Linked DNA regions of Macaca mulatta: region 2 is linked to region 1. A link is a contact called in public Hi-C data. All regions are on one chromosome and are shown on one strand. Each heading gives the region's core, a stretch centred on a gene start, on an enhancer-like site or on the middle of the called end of the contact. The rest is flanking DNA. Distances are from core to core; before and after follow the strand shown. Region 1 holds the start of GLS2 (glutaminase 2). Region 2 holds the start of BAZ2A (bromodomain adjacent to zinc finger domain 2A).

Region 1 (6,560 bases), core at 2,781-5,280:
TGCTTTAAAAACCAGCTCCTGTCAGCCAACATTCCTCTTCTATCCCAGTGGCCCTTCATCCCCAGCTTAGATGTCCTTTCTTTATACTTTCTTCTGCATGTCTCTACATCACAGCATTTTTCATTAGGAATTTTTTTTTTTTTTTTTTGAGACAGAGTCTCGCTTTGTCGCCCAGGCTGGAGTGCAGTGGTGCGATCTCGGCTCACTGCAAGCTCCGCCTCCCAGGTTCACGCCATTCTCCTGCCTCAGCCTCCTGAGGAGCTGGGACTACAGGCGCCCGCCACCACGCCTGGCTAATTTTTTGTATTTTTAGTAGAGACGGGGTTTCACTGTGTTAGCCAGGATGGTCTCGATCTCCTGACCTCCTGATCCGCCCGCCTCGGACTCGCAAAGTGCTGGGATTACAGGCGTGAGCCACCGCGCCCGACCTTCATTAGAAATTTTAAACATAAACTTTCTCATTTCTTCCAATAGAAACTGGTTTATTAAATTTTTAAAATTCTGGATTCTCCAGCACTGGACCTGGCACACTGAATGCCAACAAATAAATATTAATTGAATTAGTGGAAGCTGATTATGTCAGAGCCCCAAGTACTTACATTTTTACCCAGTAAAATACACGTTTATCTTTTACAAATGGAGAAACTAAGGCAGAAAGGAGTTTGTAACAATAGTATCATTAGCAAAGATTAATGAAAATAAAAAGTGAACTAATCCTTTACTTGGACCAATTAACATCCTAGCTACAGTCTAAACAGTGGAACAGACCGGGTGCAGTGGCTCACACCTGTAATCCCAGGACTTTGGGAGGCCAGGGCGGGCGGATCACGGGGTCAGGAGTTTAAGACCCGCCTTGCCAACATAGTGAAACTCCGTCACTACTAAAAATACAAAAATTAGCCGGGCGTATTGGCGGGCACCTGTAATCCCAACTACTTGGGAGGCTGAGGCAGGAGAATTGCTTGAATCCGGGAGGCAGATGTTGCAGTGAGCCGAGATCACGCCATTGCACTCCAGTCTGGATGACAGAGCAAGACCCCATCACCAAAAAAGAAAAAAAAAAAAAAAAAGAGTAGAACAAATGAGTTTCTTAATCATAAGAAATAAACAATCTCCAAACATCAATTTCCTATCACAGAGGATTTAGCTTTTCTTTTTTTTTTTCTTTTTTTTTTTGAGATGGAGTTTCACTCTTGTTGCCCAGGCTGGAGTGCAGTGGCACAATCTCGGCTCACCGCAACCTCCACCTCCCGGCTTCGAGCAATTCTCCTGCCTCAGCCTCCTGAGCAGCTGGGATTACAGGCATGTGCCACCACATCCGGCTAATTTGGTATTTTTATTAGAGTCAGTGCTTCTCCATGTTGGTCAGGTTGGTCTCGAACTCCTGACCTCAGGTGATCCACCTGCCTCAGCCTCCCAAAACACTGGGATTTCAGGCGTGAGTCACCGTGCCCGGCCCAGATTTAGCTTTTCTTAAGGATTCAAAATCATTAAGTCCAATCCTCTCTCACATATCACAAAACTCTGGCACAGCCGTGGACTAACCTAAAAATCCACTGTTAGAGACACAAAAAACTTTCTTTCAGTTATGAAAATCTTCATTTATAGCTGCCCCTGTCATAGTTGGCTAATAGTTTTGCACAAATTAAACTAGATGATGATTATTTTTCAATTAGAAACAAAAAGAGGACCTGACCCTGCCAAGCTTTAACCACCTGGGACAACAAACTTGTTCTTCTCCAGTATCTTATACTTTACACAGTACCACTGGCCTCCCAAATCATGCTCCATCCTCATGCAAAGACAGCAATATTGTATTGGAGACAGAGTTAGTCCAAAGGTCCAAGTGCAGCTGGAGCTAGTTCTCTAAGCAAAGAACCTCTGCTTCCATGCATAGATCTTCTTCACTACCCAAACAGTTCCTATTAGCGGAAGAGTGCTAGGAGAAAGAGAGTAAGGAACTCTATTAGAGTATAAAGCTAATTCAAAGAGGCGGAAATTGGAAATAAAGGAAGCAAATTAATTCTGGGTAATGTTTAGAAATTCCTTAACAGGTGGTATTTTTCTCTTGAACAGATGAAAACGCTTCAGATAAATAATATTCCTATGAAACAAGAATAAGATTCGTCTGTTACATATGAAAAAACTAATGCAGGATTGAATTTACACTATTAAGACCCAGAACTCTGCCTCTTGGGCAAAGCCAAGCATAAAGCAGCAAGCCAGAGTCCCAGAATTAGACGGCTTTCCACGGACAGGAGAACGGATACAGCAGGCACAGATTGACTATAGAAGAGAAAAACAAGCAAAAACAAATGTTACTCCATCTGGTTTTAAGCCAAATAAGCCCTCCAATCCTAGCCAAGGCAAAGGAGAACTGCCTTTCCACAGAACACACCATACTGGTTTCAGTATTTGTTTTCCCACGGGTACCCTTGAAACTCATTTTAATTCAAAAATGAAAACTATGGGCCAAGCACGGTGGCTCATGCCTGTAATTCCAGCACTTTGGGAGGCTGAGGCGGGCGGATCATCTGAGGTCAGGAGTTTGAGACCAGCCTGACCAACATAGCGAAACCCCATCTCTATAAAGACAAAAAATTAGCTGGGTGAGGTAGCACACGCCTGTAATTCCAGCTACTAGGGAGGCTGAGGCAGGAGAATCGCTTGAACCCAGGAGGCGGAGGTTGCCGTGAGTCGAGACTGCGCCATTGCACTCCAGCTTGGGCAACAAGAGCAAAACTTCGTCTCAAAAAACAAAAAAAAAGAAAAAAGAAAAAAAGAAAACTAGTGTTTTGTGAAACAGCCAGAACTATCACAAGGAAAAGGCTCCCAGTACTGTATCATAATACTTCCACACACATAAAATACCTCCTTTAGGGATGGGGTCATTTCTCTTGGGATAATTCAATTCAATGCTTAATTTTTGGGAAGGGCTGCATGAAGGAGAGACTTGTAGTTAAAAACAAAACAAAACAAAAAACGGGTCTAACTTCTGGCTTTGGTACTTACTAGCTGGGTTACCTTACGCGAGAAGTCTTAATTTCCGAGTCTTAGTTTCCTCACCTTCAAATTGAGACTAATAACTACTTTGTAGGTCTCTGGTAAGAGGGAGAGAAACGAAGTGGTTGGCACACCATGGGCACTCAATAATAGCTATTATTTACATAATGAGTCCCTACTAAATATGGATGCTGGGTTAGGCGCTGCCGAGATACAAGGTGAAAATTCTAGTTGCAAATGGCAAAAGTCCTGAATGTTCTTAGATTTCAAAATGCTTTTTGTACATCGCCTCTTTTCTGCCCGTGAGGAGGACAACGGCAAACAATTAAAGTAGGAAAAATGTGGGGAGCACTTCATGGTTTATAAAATATTTTTCTGCGTGCCACCTTATTTTAATGTTTTAACTTTCCAGATTTTAAAACAAGTCCTACACCAAATAAATGGTAGAGGGACACAAACTGGAACCAGGCATCCTAACGGCCAGAGCGACCTTCCCGCCGCCCCATGCCTCCCTGAGGTGCTGGTCGGCTGCTTCTGCCCGCGGTACCCAGCAGCCATCCTGCTCTCCACTCAGCACCACGGCAGGTCGGCCGCGGGCCACGCTACGCGCCGGATTATTGGGCGCTGGTTTGGCCTTCGGAGGTCGAGGCTCTCTAAGTGACCTCCTGAACTGGGCTCACTCTTACTTGGCCTCCTCTCTCGAGGCAGCACCCTCCTCTCTAACGAGAACTCCATCGTTCGCAGCCCCACGGTGTCCCCGGAGAGCGCCTCCCGCCCCCACCGGCTTTGCCTCAGCTTGTCCTCGCCTTTCCAGCCCTCAGCATCCGCGGACACCCGCGCTCTCGGGGTCCACGCGGAAGCGCTCGCGGGGCCCACGTGGAAGCACCCGCAGGCTGTCGCAAGAGCCTACCGTCTTGCTCTCATTGGGCAACCTTACCCTTTCCCCGCCTCAATGTTTTTGCTTCCTCAGTGATTGGGCCTGGGCATTGTCCATTCCAGCTCCCAGGCACCGCCCTCTCTCCACCCACTCGGGTTCTCCTTTATTCCCAACGCTCTTCACCTAGCCCCTGTCCTGAGGGTGTGCCTAACCCTGGAGCCAGCTTTAAAGGGGCAGGCCCCTCCTCCTGCCCCAGCCCCACCCACCGGGCCCCCCTTCTCGGTCTTTCAGGCCCAGAGCTCCCTCACAGAACTCCCCCGCACCTTGTCTCGCCCGCTCCGCCTCTCCTTCTCAGCCACAGCTAGAGGTCCTGGGCGCACCTGCAGAGCCAGCGGCTTGCTGGGGGTATGCGCTCCATGAAGGCTCTGCAGAAGTCGCTGAGCCGGGCCAGCAGTCACTGCCGGCGGGGAGACTGGGGTCACCTGAGCCGGAGCCCCCTCCTTGGCGAGGGCGTCCGGCACCACCTCAGTGAGGCCGCGGCGCAGGGCAGAGAGACACCACACAGCCGCCAGCCGCAGCACCAGGATCAGTAAGGCTCCTGGGACAGGGCAGGGGACGGGCTTGCCCCAACTCCCACTGTGGTCCTCGCTAGTTCCCGAGTGCCCTCCCCAGGCAGCGTCCCTCATCTCCCCTCTCCTGGCTCACTAGCCCTGGATGCCTTTTCCTTTGGATGTGGAGCTTTGGGTACGCCGTGTTCGGGCGGTAATCTGCAATCTGCCTGGGAGTGCGTTCGGGCAAGCGGGTTCTGGGGATGGCGCCTGTCCAAGGTGCGCAGTTAACCTGGATCACAGATGCGCCCCGAGTGTTACTTGGTTCACGTGTCTGAGTGCAGGGCTGGGCGCACGCCGCCCGTCCTCACCTTCCCTCGTCTCGGTGTGTATTTTAGGAGATGCGTGGGTGTGGAACAGCCTCCTGCCTCAGGTCCAAGTGTACTGGGGTCTGTCTGTGTGTTGTGTTTCTGCGTGTCCTCGGTGGGTAATGTGTGATGCTCGTGTGTTACTGGTGCGCAGGTACGTGCATAAGTGTTAGGTGTGTACGTAGTAGTGCTCCCTGAACAGCAGAATGGGGGGGGGGGGATTTTCCAAACTGGTTGTTGAATGGGGAGAATATTTGTAATAGAGGAAAAGTCTGTAAGACGCAGATTTCCCAAACCAGAGCCAGTCAGAGCTATTATTTATGCTGCCCAGGCTCCGGAATCTAAAAGGTTCTTTCTTTGGGTACTTCTTCCGCCCAGGTGGCCAAACTTTTATCTTCCCCACCGCCTAGGACACACTTGGTGGCTGAGCCTTTTTCTCCGAGACGCAGACGGTGCTGAACAGGAAATCTTGTCCTCCCCAGAGGGCCAGCATAGACACTGTTCAAAGAGCCATTGCTCTACTGTAGCAGGAACAGGAAATGGGCCATCTCCCTCATGACACTCAGAAACATAGACACTATCAGTAAAGTAGCCAGACTGACACAACACTACCTCACCAACTACTCGAGTCTCTGTCGTAAGGGACACCAATAGGTATTATTTATTATTAATGACATTATGCCGTACTTTTCTTTCTTTCTTTTTTGAGACAGAGTCTCACTCTGTCACACAGGCTGGAGTGCAGTGGCACCATGTTGACTCACTGCAACCTCCGCCTCCTGGGTTCAAATAATTCTCCTGCCTCAGCCTCTAGAGTAGCTGGGATTACAGGTACGCGCCACCACACCCCGCTAATTTTTGTAGTTTTAGTAGAGACAGGGTTTCACCATGTTGGCCTAGCTGGTCTTGAACTCCTGACTTCAGATGATCTGCCTACCTCAGCCTCCCAAAGTGCTGGGATTACAGGCATGAGCCACCATGCCCGGCCCTTTTCTTTCTTTTTTTCATAGTCATGGTGTCTGCTTATCCATATTACACAGTACTTTTCCATCAGCTTCTTCTCAAAGAGACACAGAACATTTAAAGGATAAGCCCTCTCCCTCCTGTTCTAGTCTCCACCCCAACTTCCTCCCAGATATTCACCATGGGAGAAATAAGGTGGGATACAGCAAAGGCTGAACTTCCCTCATCTGTCTACCTTCTGCAGAGTAGGGAACTATAGGTATCCCTAGTTCCCCCGCCACACACCTCCTTATCCAGGGGAGTCTGGTGATGGAAGTCTTTTCAGGGGACCTTGTTTCTTCTGCCCAGGGAACCCCCTGTCATATCCTTGGACTGGTACTCCCCATGCAGAAAGGGTTGTGAGCACTGGAGAGTGATGTGCTCTGGCAGTGTGACACCATGATTGGGTGGGGTTCCTGTGTTTGGCGGAGGAAAGAGAGCAGCAAAGAGGAAATGCGCTGTTATTCGGGTTATTGTTTGTTTAATATTTAGCTATTTAGCTGTATTTATGACTTTTTTTTTTGGAGACAGAGTCTCTTTGTCGTCCAGACTGGAGTGCAGTGGCGCAATCTCGGCTCACTGCAACCTCTGCCTCAGCTTCCCGAGTAGCTGGGATTATGGGTACCCACCACCACGACTGGCTAATTTTTGTATTTTTAATAGAGACGGGGTTTCACCATGTTGGTCAGACTGGTCTTGAACTCCTGACCTCAGATAATCCACCTGCCTGAGCCTCCCAAAGTGCTGGGATTATAGGCGTTA
Region 2 (6,560 bases), core at 1,817-4,316, 140 kb before region 1:
TGAAACCCCATATCTACTAAAAATACAAAAAAATTAGCCGGGCGTGGCGGCGGGCACCTGTAGGGGAGGCTGAGGCAGGAGAATGGCGTGAACCCGGGAGGTGGAGCTTGCAGTGCGCCGAGATCGCGCCACTGCACTCCAGCCTGGGGGACAGAGCAAGACTCCGTCTCAAAAAAAAAATACTCTGCATTTAATTTGTGATTTGTTACTTGATGCTTTAGCTCCCTTTTATTTTATACGTATTTTCTGAGACTGAGTCTCTCGCCCAGGTTGGAGTACACTGGTGCAATCGTGACTGACTGCAACCTCCACCTCCCAGGTTCAGGTGATACTCCAGCCTCAACCATCCAAGTAGCTGGGATTACAGGCACACACCACCATGCATAATTTTTGTATTTTTAGTAGCCATGGGGTTTCACCATGTTGGCCAGACTTGTCTCAAACTCCTGACCTTAGGTGATCCGCCCGCCTTGGCCTCCCGAAGTGCTGGGATTACAGGTGTGAGCCACTATGCCTGACCCATGTGTTCTTAATTCATACTGTATCATGTCTCGTAAATTTGATTTGTGAGGAAAATTTAAGCTTTCTTTTTTTTTTTTTTTTTGAGACAGAGTCTCGCTCTGTCACCCAGGCTGGAGTGCAGTGGCCGGATCTCAGCTCACTGCAAGCTCCGCCTCCCGGGTTTACGCCATTCTCCTGCCTCAGCCTCCCGAGTAGCTGGGACTACAGGCGCCTGCCATCTCGCCCGGCTAAGTTTTTTTGTATTTTTAGTAGAGACGGGGTTTCACTGTGTTAGTCAGGATGGTCTCGATCTCCTGACCTCGTGATCCGCCCGTCTCGGCCTCCCAAAGTGCTGGGATTACAGGCTTGAGCCACCGCGCCCGGCCAATTTAAGCTTTCTAAGATGACCTTAAGTCATCACATTCTAACTGATGGCCTCAAGTGGTAAGGAATGTTACACGATGCAGAAAATTGATATCCCTCCACTTCTTACTTTTTTTTTTTCCCCGTCATACAGGTGAATATGACCATCTCCCAGAACAGGCCTTCTATATGGTGGGACCCATTGAAGAAGCTGTGGCAAAAGCTGATAAGCTGGCTGAAGAGCATGCGTCGTGAGGGGTCCTTGTCCTCTGTACTGTCCCTCTCCTTGCCCCTAACCCAAAAAGCTTCATTTATCTGTGTTGGCTGCACAAGAGCCTTGATTGAAGATATATTCTGTCTGAACGGTATTTAAGGTTTCCAATAAAATGTACACCCCTCAGAATTTGTCTGATTCTCTTGGTTCTGACAACATAGTCAACACTCAAGGGTTATGTATTTAGTTTTAGTTTTAGAGACACGGTGTCTGGCTGTGTTGCCAAGACTGGTCTCCGACTCCTGGGCTCCAGATCTCCCACCTCAGTCTCCTGAGTAGCTGGGGCTACAGGTGTATGCAGTCTCACATCACCAGCACTATTTTCAACAATTAGATTTTTAGAGTGGCTATAAGAAGCAGGTTCAGCTTGAAGTGGGCCATGTATGTTTGAAATCGGTGCTTAAAACTAGCCATTCTCTTTTGTTGATGGGCAATCGTACCTCTCATGCGGGGTTTCCTTTGGGTAGTGTGATCTTAGTAGGGCCTCAGTTTGGGGCCTTTAGTTCAATACAAATTGATGGGTTTTTTTTTGGTTTTTTTTTTTTTTTTTGGGCCTCTATTTCATGTGGCACATCCCTACTTCTTGGTTAAAAATAGGTCTTTTTTGAAGGGCATATTGGGAAAAACTCGTTTTAGAAGTAACCGATTTCCAGGGGTTAATCTGAGTTTAATGAATTTTCAAGAAATAGTGATGAATACTGATCTTTGTTAAAATTGAATCAAAATGGTTCTCTACATCTTGGTTAGGCCTTCATGTCTTCAGAAAGCGTACTGAAATACTTCCTGACATTTTGGGCAAGTCTAAATAAAAGTTGCTTGTGATTGCTTGCGGCTATGCAGAGGCATATGAGGCCTAGTTCACCCTCTGTGAAGATCCCTTATGAAAGTCCAGAAAAGAGAATCTCAAGGGAATAGCAATTTTCAGGGTTGCTGGCTTGGGCTTCTAAACTAATGAAGTTAGGTTATTTTCCTTTCATTTTAGCCTACTGAAAGGTGCAGGGGTAGAAGGTGTATTTCACCATTTCAATTTAAAAGAAGCTTGCAAGGTCGGATTGGGTTCCCCTTGTGTTCTTTTCCGGGACCAGACTCATCCTACTGCCCTCTCGCGGTAGCACTGGAGACTCTGCAATAACTCTGATCCCATTTTCAAATCCACGAAGGCCATTTGCTGGGATGTGGCTCTCAGTTAAGGACTGTTTACAGACCAGCTGGGGCTTTTGTCCTGGGGAGGAGCCTGCATCTATAAGCTCCACCCGCTGAGGCCATCAAGTTAGGTAGAAGCTGGGCGGGGACAAGCTGAGCTCCCAATTCAGAGGCCCCTGGGGGCTGAAGGTTGGGGAGGGCTTTTTGGCGCGGCGCCAGGGGTGGAGTAGGGGCCTCTAAGCTTCCTTCCATCTGCCTATGACGTCCTTGGCAGCAGCCTCTCCCGCAGTCTCTACTGTGTCATGATCTGGACAGAAGGTGGAGCCCCTGAGCTGCTTGTGCTGGTAGTTTGCTCCCAGAAAAGCTTGGATTTGGGGAAATGCTGAGTTATGGGGGTGGGGACACTTCCTCTAGGTCCTGACTCTGGAGTGGGTAAGAAGCTGGTAGAAAAAGCCCTAGCGTACAGGTCAGCCCTTTCTGCTTTGTTTTCTCACGTCACCCGATACAGACCTGGGAACTGAAATCCTAAAGGTCTTTTGCATCCCTCCACCCCTTCCCCCCAACACGTTCACGTCCTTCAGCGTTTATCGAGAACCTTCTCCCTCTCAGTAGCTGCAACTATTTATTTCCTTCCCCCTTTGCCCGCCTCTTCTACCACGCCACTGGAGTGTCAACACAGCTCTAACCTTCCTCCATATTTCTCCTGGTCTGCCCTGTCCTCGCCTCCTCCCTCTCTCCACCCAGAGAAGGCCCCGCCCTTCCCTCCTCCCTCCCCACCCAGTCTGTCACACAGGGACATCACCCTACAGCAGTTCAGGCTGTGTGGTTCGCAGGAAGCATACACTGGCTTTTTGATTGTTGCTAGTTCCCAGCTCACAGTTTGGAAGGATCCAACACCAGCCTTCACGTGAAGTGGGGGCCCAAGGACAGTGAGGAGCTGGGTGGTCCCAACCTCGAGCCCTGCCAGCCTGACATGGGTGAGTATGGGGACCAGCCCCGGGGAAGGCCTGAGGGATGCCTACTCCCTCCCTGGCTGACTCAGCAGGGGTGGGGCCTAACCTTTGCTCATTTGGGGGGTGAAGGAGAGGAAACAGGACTCTGGGGGACGGGGGGGAAGGGCTCAGCTGGCGAGGCTGCCGACCACGGGATCCTGAGTATGGGCAAGCCCCAGCTCTAAGTAAGAGCCCCAGACGCACCTTAGGCCAGGGCTTTCCCAACCCCCTCCCCGCCGCCCCGTGGAGGATTGCCCCTGCTCCTCGCCATTTAAGCTGTTGAGATTCAAGGAAATTTTGACAGTACTCACTGCTAGCCCCCATAAAAGTAAAGCCCGCTTTTGGCAGTGCTGGAAGGTCTTGAAAGTACCTCCCCTCCCTCTCATTTTTCTAAGGCCTTTTAAGTCTGCCTTCTCTCCTCCCCCACCTTGACCCACCTTCAGGTGGGGGCTGCACTGAGCAGCTGCTTCCTGTTGCCCCAGGGACTGAAGCAAGGTTGGTGGTGGTTGGGGGAAAACTGAACCAAAGTCGATTCTCGCGGTCCCACATCAGCCTCACTAGGGCTGCTATTGATGGCCCCCACACTACAGTTACTGAGGGCACTGAGTGGGAGGAAGGATTGAGGTTGAGAGGATAGGAGGTTTTTGCCCTCGTAGCTTCCTGATTCCAAATGCCCCACAGCTGTAGGGATGGGGCCCTGAGGAGCTGAAACACGGGGAACCTGTTCACCTAGTAGGGCGCTGCGCGTGACCCCCAGCAGGTTCGGCCTTGAGTTCCCTCTCCTGCATCCCTAGGGGCCTCCTAGGAGCCCATGTAGCTCTCGCTGCCTTCCCCGGCCACCTTTGTGAGGCGGTCTTTGCTGGTGCCCTGGCAGCGCGGGCAGAGCTTTCCCGAGTCCTTCCTTTCGGACCTACCACCATCCCCCACTTCACCGCAGAAGTTTGTCTCTTTCTGGGATCTGTTCTCTTCCTCCCATCTGGGATCCTTCCTGGTTCTGGCCCCTAGGAGACGCCACCCGCTTCCCTCTCCCCCAGTGGATCCTTCGCGACTGCTCTCCTGAGCGGTTGTCCTCACCTCGGTAGCTCCTGCCCCTTTAAGCACCACCTCCTCCCCTCCGCCGCCGCCGGCCCAGGGCTGGGGGAGGAGGCGCCGCCGCCGCCCGGCTCGGCCACCTGCGCCGCTGCCGCCGCCGCCGCCCGCGGCCCGGCCCTGCTCCAGGTGAGGCCCGGCACCCACCTCCAGCTCCGGAGTCCCCTGGCGGGCCGTTCCTGCGGTATCCTGCCCCGGGATCCCTGCTGCCCCGGGATTCGGGATCTGACTCTCCCCCTCAGGGAGCTGCCCTTCCTCTCTGCCCTGAACTATCTACTCGCCCATTTTTCCCCTATCCTTTGCGACCGGAATCCGGAGGCTTCTCACGCCTCTCCGCCATCCTCTCTCGAGTACCCTTCCTATTCTGGGCCCAGGATCTCCCCCTCCCCCGCGCCTTCCTCGCCAGAAAAATCTCCCGCGGTCTGGGTTTCGCCTCCTCCCCTCTGGAACTAGCGCTTTCCCACGCCTTCCTAACCCCAATGGGAGGGGGGATACCCACCCCAACTCCTCTCCTTCCCCGTAGTAAGGGGGGCGGGGGAGCAACATCGACAACACTATCTGCCCCTGCTCCTCTCAGCCCTTTAAGTTCAGCTAAGTCTCATCTAAACCTTTTCTGTAGTCCTCACCCCACCCTACATCTCCTGGAGCTTGGGGTCCAACCTCAGCACCGCCTACTGAGCCCAGGTGGGAAGGGCTCTCCTCTTGGGCCTAGGGTTGGTCGGTGCAGCCTAGGAAGGCCCCTCCCCCAGAACCTGGGAGCTGGGGGCTAGGGCGCTGCCGGAATCTTGTGCTTCAGGGCCTCAGGGACGGTTGGGAGAGAGTGGGTGGGGAGCTGGGGCTAAATCTCTAAGGGAGTTGGGGCGATGAGGAAGGCAAGAGAAGTCCAGTCTTCTCTGTTCCGGTGCAAAGGAAGCCCCCCGGCTCCCTAGGAAATAGGGGCTTTCTCTAACTTACAGGACCACCATAGAGAATCCCATTGGGAAGTTTGGAAACAAGACTGTGCGAATCTGAGGAGCCACCTGTCGACTTAAAGGGGAGAAAGGGGCCGGGGTGGGGTGGTGTTCGCCTGTAATCCCAGTACTTTGGGAGGCCAAGGCGGGCAGATCACTTGAGGTCAGGAGTTCTAAACCAGCCTGGGCAACATGGCAAAACCCCGTCTCTACAAAATATACAAAAATTAGCTGGTCGTGGTGGCGTGTGCCTGTAATCCCAGCTACTCGGGAGGTTGAGGCACAAGAATCACTTGAACCTGGCAAGTGTAGGTTGCAGCAAGCTGAAATCACGACACTGCACTCCAGCCTGGGCGACAGAGCAAGACTGTCTCAAAAAAAAAAAAAAAAAAAAAAGTGGGGAAAGAAGGGGAGGGGTATGGTCCTTGTGATGTATTAGGAGAATCTAGCCTTTCCAGAATACACAGAAGGTGAAGACTTTTGCTTTAACTTGTGTGTGTGGGGGGGTGTCCAGCTAGAATGGTTACTCGGCTGAGAGCCATCTCCCTGCTAGACAGACCCTGTTAACAGTATGATCCATTCAGCCAGTGAGGGGAAGAGAGGTCTTTAATAATTATCCCACCTCCATTAGAGAATTCCCCCTCCGCCCCCAGTCCAGCTGCGTCCCTAGCTATGCTCTGTCATTTCCCACTCCTCACCTCCAGAATTAGGGGACTGGGTGTCAGGATCTGCTTCAGACTCTTCTAAGTCATGTTTGGAGGGGGTGCTGAGGGGAGGAGAGGGTGTTCAGCAGTGGTGTTTGGGGTTGGATGCCAGGAGTATCTGGTGGGGGAGAGGGAAGGACGTAGAGGGATGCAAACGAATCCCCTTCTCTCTCTTCCTCCTCCCAGCCCCAGCCATCTGGCTCCAGAGTGGAGCCAGGCACCGTGGCAGCTGACCCCAGAGTCAGGGAGGTGCCGCAGGAACACAGGAGGGTGAGAAATGGGGAGCAGGTGCTAGTTTGTCCCTCCCCATTCTCTTCATTACTAGTCCAGTGGCCTGGCTTGAGGTTCAGCCTATTCCCTGGAGACTCTCCTTACAAGTTGCTGATAAAATGACCATTTGCCCCTTCCCCTTTCTAGTAGCTTCCTGAAAGGAAATGGGTGGGGCAAAGAGAGGTGGGTGGGTGATCAGCCACATCTGATGGGATTGAGGAATGTTTGAGGACATTTGGGGTCAGTCTGCCCTCTGTCCTCTGGATGGGGGGAG

Evidence for each region. Hi-C and Micro-C count contacts between places; a contact is called where the count stands out from the background.
Region 2: a contact with region 1 is called in a Hi-C map of fetal cortex germinal zone, with 4 times the contacts expected there. The contact joins the promoter of BAZ2A here to the promoter of GLS2 in region 1. A contact is called at or near these places in 4 of 14 Hi-C or Micro-C datasets (CD4 T cells, cortical neurons, fetal cortex germinal zone and 1 more).

Annotation. Positions count from the first base shown.
Region 1 is chr11:63,669,143-63,675,702 of T2T-MMU8v2.0, reverse strand. GLS2 (glutaminase 2) reads left to right here and starts at 4,030. Exons shown (of 18, transcript XM_001115245.5): 1 at 4,030-4,469. The coding sequence starts at 4,288. It overlaps LOC144332934 (a long non-coding RNA gene), which reads left to right. Exons shown (of 4, transcript XR_013401163.1): 4 at 2,077-3,386.
Region 2 is chr11:63,812,621-63,819,180 of T2T-MMU8v2.0, reverse strand. BAZ2A (bromodomain adjacent to zinc finger domain 2A) reads left to right here and starts at 3,066. Exons shown (of 30, transcript XM_077954574.1): 1 at 3,066-3,258. It overlaps ATP5F1B (ATP synthase F1 subunit beta), which reads left to right. Exons shown (of 10, transcript NM_001195494.1): 10 at 1,019-1,267. The coding sequence ends at 1,119.